Regions from separate parts of the Sus scrofa genome. Here region 2 is linked to region 1. Evidence: chromatin contacts called from public Hi-C data. All regions are on one chromosome and are shown on one strand. Each heading gives the region's core, a stretch centred on a gene start, on an enhancer-like site or on the middle of the called end of the contact. The rest is flanking DNA. Distances are from core to core; before and after follow the strand shown.

Region 1 (4,044 bases), core at 487-2,986:
AAAATGTTAAAAACAGACAAAGGACATAAAGAGTCAACTCAAAAAGGAAGAAAAGTTAATGACAATATATATTTTAAACAGTTGTCTACCATGGGACCAAACAAAAATAAAAAGAAAATCTACATTATTTAATTTTTCATCTATTTCGGAAAAAGATTAAAAGATGAATAATTCAAAGGAATTGAAGGTATGGAGAAGTATGCATTTTCTAATATACATTAGTGGAGAGTATAAATTAGGAAAACCTTGGTGGGGAATCAAATAATATGTAGCAAATTTTTTAAATGTGCCTAACTTTGACCTAGTGGTTTCATGCTTGGGAACCAGTGCTAAGAATATAATTGAACGAGAAAGTAAAGTAGTACTATATTGAAGCATTGCATTTAAGAGTAAACATCTACACACCACCCAAGTATCTCTCAATAAAGAATTGGTATAATAGGAGTTCCCATCATGGCTCAGCGGAAATGAATCTGACTAGCAGGATGTAGGTTCAATCCCTGGCCTCAGTCACTTGGTTAAGGATCTGGTGTTGCTGTGAGCTGTAGTGTAGGTTACAGACATGGTTCGGATCTGATGTTGCTTTGGCTGTGGTGTAGGCCAGCACCTACAGCTCCAATTTGACCCCTAGCCTGGAAACCTTCATATGCCATGGGGGCAGCCCTAAAAAGCAAAAGAAAAAAATTGGTAAAAGAACTTGTGTTGTATCTACAGCAAAAGACTGACTAACTAGATGAAGAAAATGAGAGATCTACATGTATTGAAATATAATTATAAACCTTATGAGTTATTAAGTAAAAAAACAAATTGGAGACTAGATCACAGAATATGGTACCACTTGTGTGTTTTATGTATACTTACATTTACGTGTATAAGGTTATGTGTGTGTATACATATTATGGTATGAGTGGATATATATATATATATATATGTATGTATATACATATACACATATTCACACATATATATATTCCTCTTAGGAGAAAAAAGTCACTAACTGCTAAGGGCATGAGAAGAGAGGATGGGGAAGCAAGTTCTTTGATGTTTTATATTCTTTTCTCTTGATTTCCTTTTAAATGAACATGAAGTGCTTTTATAATAAACCAAACATAGTTTCTCCTTTCATAAAAAATCAAATACTTCCCACATGTGTAGGTTAACATATATTATGTATATTCAACTTTTCTTTCCTCCTCCAAAAGCAAATGATTGTCATAAAAAAAAACTTACCATAGCAACTTAAAACCAGGCCGTCAAAGAGAAGAGAGTGTAAGAGTATGAAAATAATGTAACATAGGGGAGCAAAAATGCGTGCCGTTGATTCCTGAGTAATTGTTAGAAATGAGTCACAGATTTGGATCTGAGCTTCCAATCAGCAAATCCAAGGAAAGAAACACTAGCAGTTCAAGATCCCCAGTACCAGTGAGTTAAAAAATAGTGAGTCGATAGGGATGACGCATTAGTGTTAACTCTGAAAATTAAAGGAAATATTTCCCTGTGGTTTCTTGTAAAGAGGATACTGTGTGATACAGTATGGAAGTTTTTAATAATTTTCCTATGCTATATAAATATGAAATAACTATGAATGTTTTTTCTAACTATGGCTATCATAAAACTACATATTGATGGCCTGATACTGAAGGACAGTCATTGGAAAGCCATCAGCACTGGAGCCCCAGTTAGCATTCTTACCAGTGCTTCCACTTTAGTGTTGAACTCTGTATGTGCTCTGCTAAATGCAGCTGCATTCTCCAGCTGGGAGAATTCCTCTAGACTCCATCTTCTCTGTTCAATGTTCAGCCTCTGTTCTCATTGGGTTATCTTATTTTGATGTGGATGCCTAAGGTGTTTGTTCCCTAGTCTTTCGGGAGAATTCATTTTTGCATTTTTTTTTCCAATTTCTCCCTCAAATATTGCTTTTTGACTTGGTTGGTCCCTGCAGCTTCAGCTCTCAACCAAGACCCACTTGACTAACCCAAGGTTGGCTCAGGATTCTGGGACGCCTCAGCCCAAACTGGGTCCCACTTCTTTGTGACATGAGAATGGAAGCAAAGGAGTAAGAAAATTCAGTCGTGGTGTCCAGGTCTCTAATTTTCTGGCATGATTACCTACTTCTTTAGATGTTCATGGAGTATCTACTTCAGTTGAATTTTCGAAGATGAGTCAGTTACTAAATGCAACCCTGATAAATACATGAATTGATCCCCTTAAATATAGATCGGTTTCATGGTAGAAGTTACTTACCCAAAATGAGGTTGGTGCTTTAGAATAATTTACTTTGTAACCCTTCTCTCTGAAAGTAGTTAAAGAGTCGCACCCCTTCTCTATTGAGATGGCTACAAATTCACAGCAGTACTGTGTGTGTTCTCCTGTAGTTATTGTTGTTGTTGTTATTTACCTAGCAGCAGGTAAAGCTTACAGCTCATCTGGAAGCCATGTAAAGTCATTAGAATATAAAGAAAAAATTTGGAGCCTTCTATAACCATTTTTGTTTTACTACCACTCGGAATCATTTCCTGTCACTTGGGGTCTTTCAGTTGCATTGAGGATCAGGTTATTGTCTAATGAGCAGTAGCCGGGAGTCTCTTCTTAAATCATATAACTACTCATCATGCAGGTTTCTACTATAGATACTGAAGAGAGATCATCAAAAAATGAGAAATACCTATGCTGTTCTTAGCAGCTTCTTTGAGAAGTAAAAGGGAGTATGAAGATTATCTTCATATAGACTATGGGTATAAGAAACCCATACCTAACAGCTAGGAGGCTTCCATATACACTAACTGGAATAGCTGATAAGTCAGTAGATCCACATTTTGTGGCAAAGTAAAGTTCTCTGTGGTTTCAACAGACTAAGCCAATCTCTGTGTCTGACTGTGTCTTCCCACATGAGGGCCTCTGTATGTATTCTTTCCTTTGCCTGAGATGCCCTTCCTCCATATCCTGTAGCTTTGCTAATACTTATTCATACTTCAGATCTTAGCTCAAACATCACTTTCTCAGTGAATACTTCTCGGGTCTCCTAAACACATCATACCTTATAGTTCTCTTTTATTGCATTCATCATATTTTTAAATTCCATGCTTAATTGTATAATTGTTTTATTAACTCCAATCTCTTCCACCAAACCATCACCCCCAGTGAAAGTAAGGAGCCACATCCAAACACAGTACTTGCACATTGCCTGCTTTTAAAGATTTATTAAATATAAACCAATGAACTTCAGAGCTGGTAAAGTTATCAAATTTATAAAGCTAAGAATTTCTTATCAAAAGAGAACAGAAAACAGTTCCAATTTAGAGAATCTTCAAGGCATGCTTTTTTAGTTCAAGAGTTAAATTACTATTTTATTACAAGAGGCACACCCTCTTGATGAAAAGACACTTTGTTAAGTAAGTGTAAGTGTCACTTCTGGAAAGAAGCCTGTAGGATCAGAAGTCAGTAAGGTAATAGCATCACAGAGTGTCAAGATTTATGATTTTAGGAAGAGTTAGTTATATTTAAGAAGATAGCCAATAAAAATGAGAATAAAAGCATTAGATACTAATTGTAATGCTATTTATTTTGTGACTTGTTTTCATCATTATTTAATTTACTTTAGTGTTGATGGTTTATACATCATTTAACCTATTTAATATACTACCTAAAATTCGTCATTTTTGTCAACATGATTCAAACAAATATAAAATGTCCATAACTTCTCAGCATCTGCTGTTTGTGACAGTAAAATCCAAGAGTCAAAATAAATTCCTTGCTCGAGAATGTAATATGTATTACATTTAGAATGTATAAACAATAAGGTCCTACTATGTAACACAGGGAACTATATCCAATCTCCTGGGATAGACCATGAAAGAAAATAATATTTTAAAAATAATGTGTATGTATATATATGCTGAGTCACTTTGCTATACAACAGAAAATGGCAGAACATTGTAAATCAACTATACTTTAATAAAAAAAATAATGTAATAGTCAAGTCAAAATGATCTAAGGACTTTAACAGTCATAGGAAAAAAATAAAGAGTATGTACCACTATTCTG
Region 2 (3,879 bases), core at 759-3,258, 310 kb before region 1:
TTTTAATATATGATTTGAAAACCTAGTCACCACATAATGCTTCACTTCAGTAGAACTTAGGCTTCTTTTTAAAGATGATAACTAGCTGTAATATAGTGAAATTATAATGGATGTTGACTATGAAGAGCTTGGTGTCCTGTCTTTTCCAGTTACTGAGCTTGTACCTTGAGCACTATACTTAATCCTTTCAGTCTTTTCTATCATTCATAATATGGTATATTAGTCAGGACCTGCAGATGAAACTGACAGAAAACTAAGGTAGCTCAACCAAGAAGAGGTGATCTTGAAGGAGGGTACATCCTAGAATCAGAAATGCTGCCTAAATTGTTGCTATGTATGGCTTTAAGGGCCCAGTCACCACTATGACACTCTTATCTTGGCTTTTCTCTCAGAGGTGGCCTTTTTCTCATTGAGAACATTTAGTAGCAACGAACATGGCATCTGGCAGCTCCAGGCTTATAGCACCCTAGCTGAGCATCTCCAAAAGAAAAGCAAAGTTTCTTTATCCTGTTTACTTCAGTAACTAATCCCCCAAGTAAAGTAAAGGACTCTTTGTCTTAAGTCATCTGTTTGCCTAAGTGAACAAAGGAGAGTGAAAAGCCATTGCTATTAACCCCAGGATGAAATGAAGAAGGGAATAGTTACAACAAAGAAGTAAGTACACCGCTGCCAAGAGAAGGGAGATGAGGTGCTGGGCAGACACTTAATAGATGTATGCTATAAAGGGAATAAACATGCTTTATTTGCAAGAGTTGGTTGTCGAAAGTCTTAGAGAACTCTTTGAAAGTACTTGGAACAAGATAGAGACACTTTGCTTATGTGCTGAAAATGAACTGTAAGAGGAACCTCAAAAGGGTTTTGCCCCTGCCCTCAGGCTTAGAGCCTAAGAGAGCTCATGGCTGGCCTTGGCAAAAGCAGATATCTAAGAGCCTATTCTAGGCTCTTACTTGGAGGTGACTTTCATGGGTTTTCAAAGCCAAAGTGGACCTCTCTATTACATATATCAGTACAAAGCTCTGCCTTTATTTCTTCCTCCTAATTCAGGGAGATAATCCTTATGGTAAAACATGGAGCCCAGAATCTCCCATATCTTTATCCCCCAAATATATTGCTTTAGGAATGCAGTGTTCAACCTCTTTTCATTCCAATGTTCTTCAACATGGAACCTTATATCTTACGGCTATAACAATAGCATTTAGGTAATTGATAAATATGACAGATAAACAGCATGGGTGCTTTTGAACTGTTGTCACTGGGAGTATTCATAGCGTTAAATACTTAAGCAATTTATTCTCTCTCCAATTCTTCCATCCATAAAATATTTATCTTGCTATTAGTGATTCCCAGACTTGAACATGCATCAGAATCACCTGGAGGACTTGTTAAGATACAGATTGCTGGGCCCACCCAACTTCTCAGAGATTATGATTTCATAGATCTGGAAAGGGGTCCCAAACTGTCATTTCTAACAAGTTCCTAGTGATGTGCTGCTGTTGTTTGTCTAGGGACCACACTTTAAGAACTAGATAAAAGATACATTCCTAAAAAATGAGAGCATAAACAAGGCTTTTATACATTACATTTTGAATCACTAGCAAAATCTGTATTTTGAAGAAACTTATATTCCCTTTGTTTAATACAAAACAAAAATAATTGCTTCCCAAATAACTTTCACAATTATGATTTGCTTGAGGGTTGGGGTGAAGGGTAATTAAATTAATTTCTTGGAGGTCATAAAACCTGTAGAAGAAATGAAAATTATATGCTTACTGGAGACTGGAAGAATAACTTACTGGAAGAGTTGCAAGTAACATTTACCTCTGCTCTAAAATTCCTTATCTGTGTAGCCTGATAGGATTTTCTGGTTTGCTTGTTTGTTTTTCTTTTCTTTGCATGTTCTTGTGTGTGTACCAAGAATCTGGCATCCTTAAATAGCCTTTCCAACTGAGATTAAAAGGGCTAATGTTAAATCCTGCCAGCTCCAGACTTGGTCACCAGGTGAGTCATAGAAACCACTGCAAAGGACTGAGTCACACCATTCTTCTTCCATCAGTTATGACCAAGGAATGCAGTTAGCCTTCCTTGGAAATTAAAATCTGGAAGCAAAGACTTTTTTTTTCTTGTAGCAATGTTGGGTCAGTATTGGCAAAGAGGAGATCAGGCTGACAGTGGCATGAAAGAGAGAAAGTACATATTTGACAGTAATAACTGCCTCAGGTGATGGCCTTGCTCACTTGGTACATTTCGAAGGATGGAAGTTTAAGTATTGCCTGGTCTTCAGGATCTCTGGGGCTTAGAGCTTCTGCTTCAAAAGTTTTCTTTCTTCCTGAAAGACTTTGAGGTCTAAATGTCTTCGACTAAGTCCAACTCCTGTTTGGAATGTGATATTTTCTCCCTTCTAAGTAAGGCTTTCAGATCAATAAAGGAAGCAATCTTCTATTCATTTACTGAAGGGCCATGAACCATGGTTAAAATATATAGTCATAATACACTCGATAGTGTAGCAACCCTGCTAACATCATTATTTCATACTTTCCAGTTTGAACTTGTGCACTAACAGGTAAGCTTTAGCTCTCATCCAGGTATGGAAAAGAATAGTCTTACTAAAATGATGTCTGATTGTTGCAATAAATTCATTTTTATGAAGTTTATTAAGAGTTCCCTGTGCTCACCATCTTACTCCCAGGTATTACCTGTGAGTTACTTCCATTTAAATCTGGTTTGAAAAATAATTCTATGAGTTATTTGAGCACACGAGGTGGGAAGCATTGAGGGTAATAGAAGAGAGAGATTGCTGGAATAAACTGTCTCCTTTCTGTGAACTTGAGGGAGAGAATGGAAGGGCAACTTGGGTTATGGGGAAGAATCCAGGTTGCAGGGGTTTTGAGGAAACAGTTGAAGTTTTCTTGGGTTTACATGACTTATAGAAGTGCTGGCTGTTTTTGGAGGGCTTTCTTGTAGCTATTTAAGATGTGATACTAACAAAGTTTTCATGTGTATGTACTGCCTTTTCCAAGTGGAAACATTTTATTTCTGATCTTATTTCTCCCAGGAGGTGGAGCTGAAGGGAAATGTATTTAAGCCTCTGCAACATTTCATAGATTGAGGGAGGTTTTAATTCCCATTCTGTTCATTTAAGTATTATGTATTTTGATAGGCTTGGGGAAACCAAGAAAAATTCACTACCCATACTCTCAATGAATTTCTGTTACAGTAGAAAGAGAAACATGAAAACAAACATTATAATATGCTAACGTGATTTTTCTAAAAGTGTTGAGCATAAAGTCCTGTGGTGCCTAATTTCTCTGGAGGAGTCTCTGAAGGCTGCACAGACACTTCTCAGGCAATCAAGAAGGAGAGGTAGATGCCAGAAAATAGAGGAATGTGTGCAAATGAGAGAGGCATAGGGAGGGCTGGTTGTCAGTATGTGAGGGGGTAAAGAGGAATCTGGCAGGAGATAAGGCTGGCCTGGGAAGGAGTGGCTGCTTGATGCATGGCCTTATGGGCTATTGAAAAGGTGTTTTATTTTACCCTGTTGTCAATCGGGAGAATTCTGGAGAAACTGGGTGACAGACATTCCCTCTAGCTTTTTCACACTTCCAGTCTTAGGAAAGAGACTGATTAGTCTGTCCTAGGTCACGTGACTTTCACTGTACCAATCACTTGTAAGGTTTTGGGATAGGGTGCTCTGATTGTCCAGGCCTGGGTTACATGCCAGCCCTAGGCGGTGGAAGTGCATATGTTCTGCTGGATCCCAAACACCTGAGGTTCCCCAAGAGAACCATCAGAAGTTGCTGTTTTGCATCCAGAAAAGGGAGACGGAATGCTAGGCAGGCAAATTCACCAGTCTCTGGGAAATGCTGGGTTAAAGTTAAAAAG

What was found. Hi-C and Micro-C count contacts between places; a contact is called where the count stands out from the background.
Region 2: a contact with region 1 is called in a Hi-C map of embryonic fibroblasts, with 3 times the contacts expected there. The contact joins two enhancer-like sites. A contact is called at or near these places in 3 of 47 Hi-C or Micro-C datasets (embryonic fibroblasts and fibroblasts).

The regions. Positions count from the first base shown.
Region 1 is chr16:38,788,038-38,792,081 of Sscrofa11.1, reverse strand. All of the region lies in intron 5 of PDE4D (cAMP-specific 3',5'-cyclic phosphodiesterase 4D), which reads left to right. Among named protein-coding and RNA genes, the nearest start is that of MIR582, 210 kb to the right of the region's middle. Within about 2 kb of position 1,736, at least 2 of the 83 cell types and tissues checked have an H3K27ac peak or open chromatin away from gene starts, as enhancers often do. A contact at or near this core is called in embryonic fibroblasts, where this site is marked.
Region 2 is chr16:39,100,855-39,104,733 of Sscrofa11.1, reverse strand. All of the region lies in intron 3 of PDE4D (cAMP-specific 3',5'-cyclic phosphodiesterase 4D), which reads left to right. Among named protein-coding and RNA genes, the nearest start is that of MIR9800, 150 kb to the left of the region's middle. Within about 2 kb of position 2,008, at least 8 of the 83 cell types and tissues checked have an H3K27ac peak or open chromatin away from gene starts, as enhancers often do. A contact at or near this core is called in embryonic fibroblasts, where this site is marked.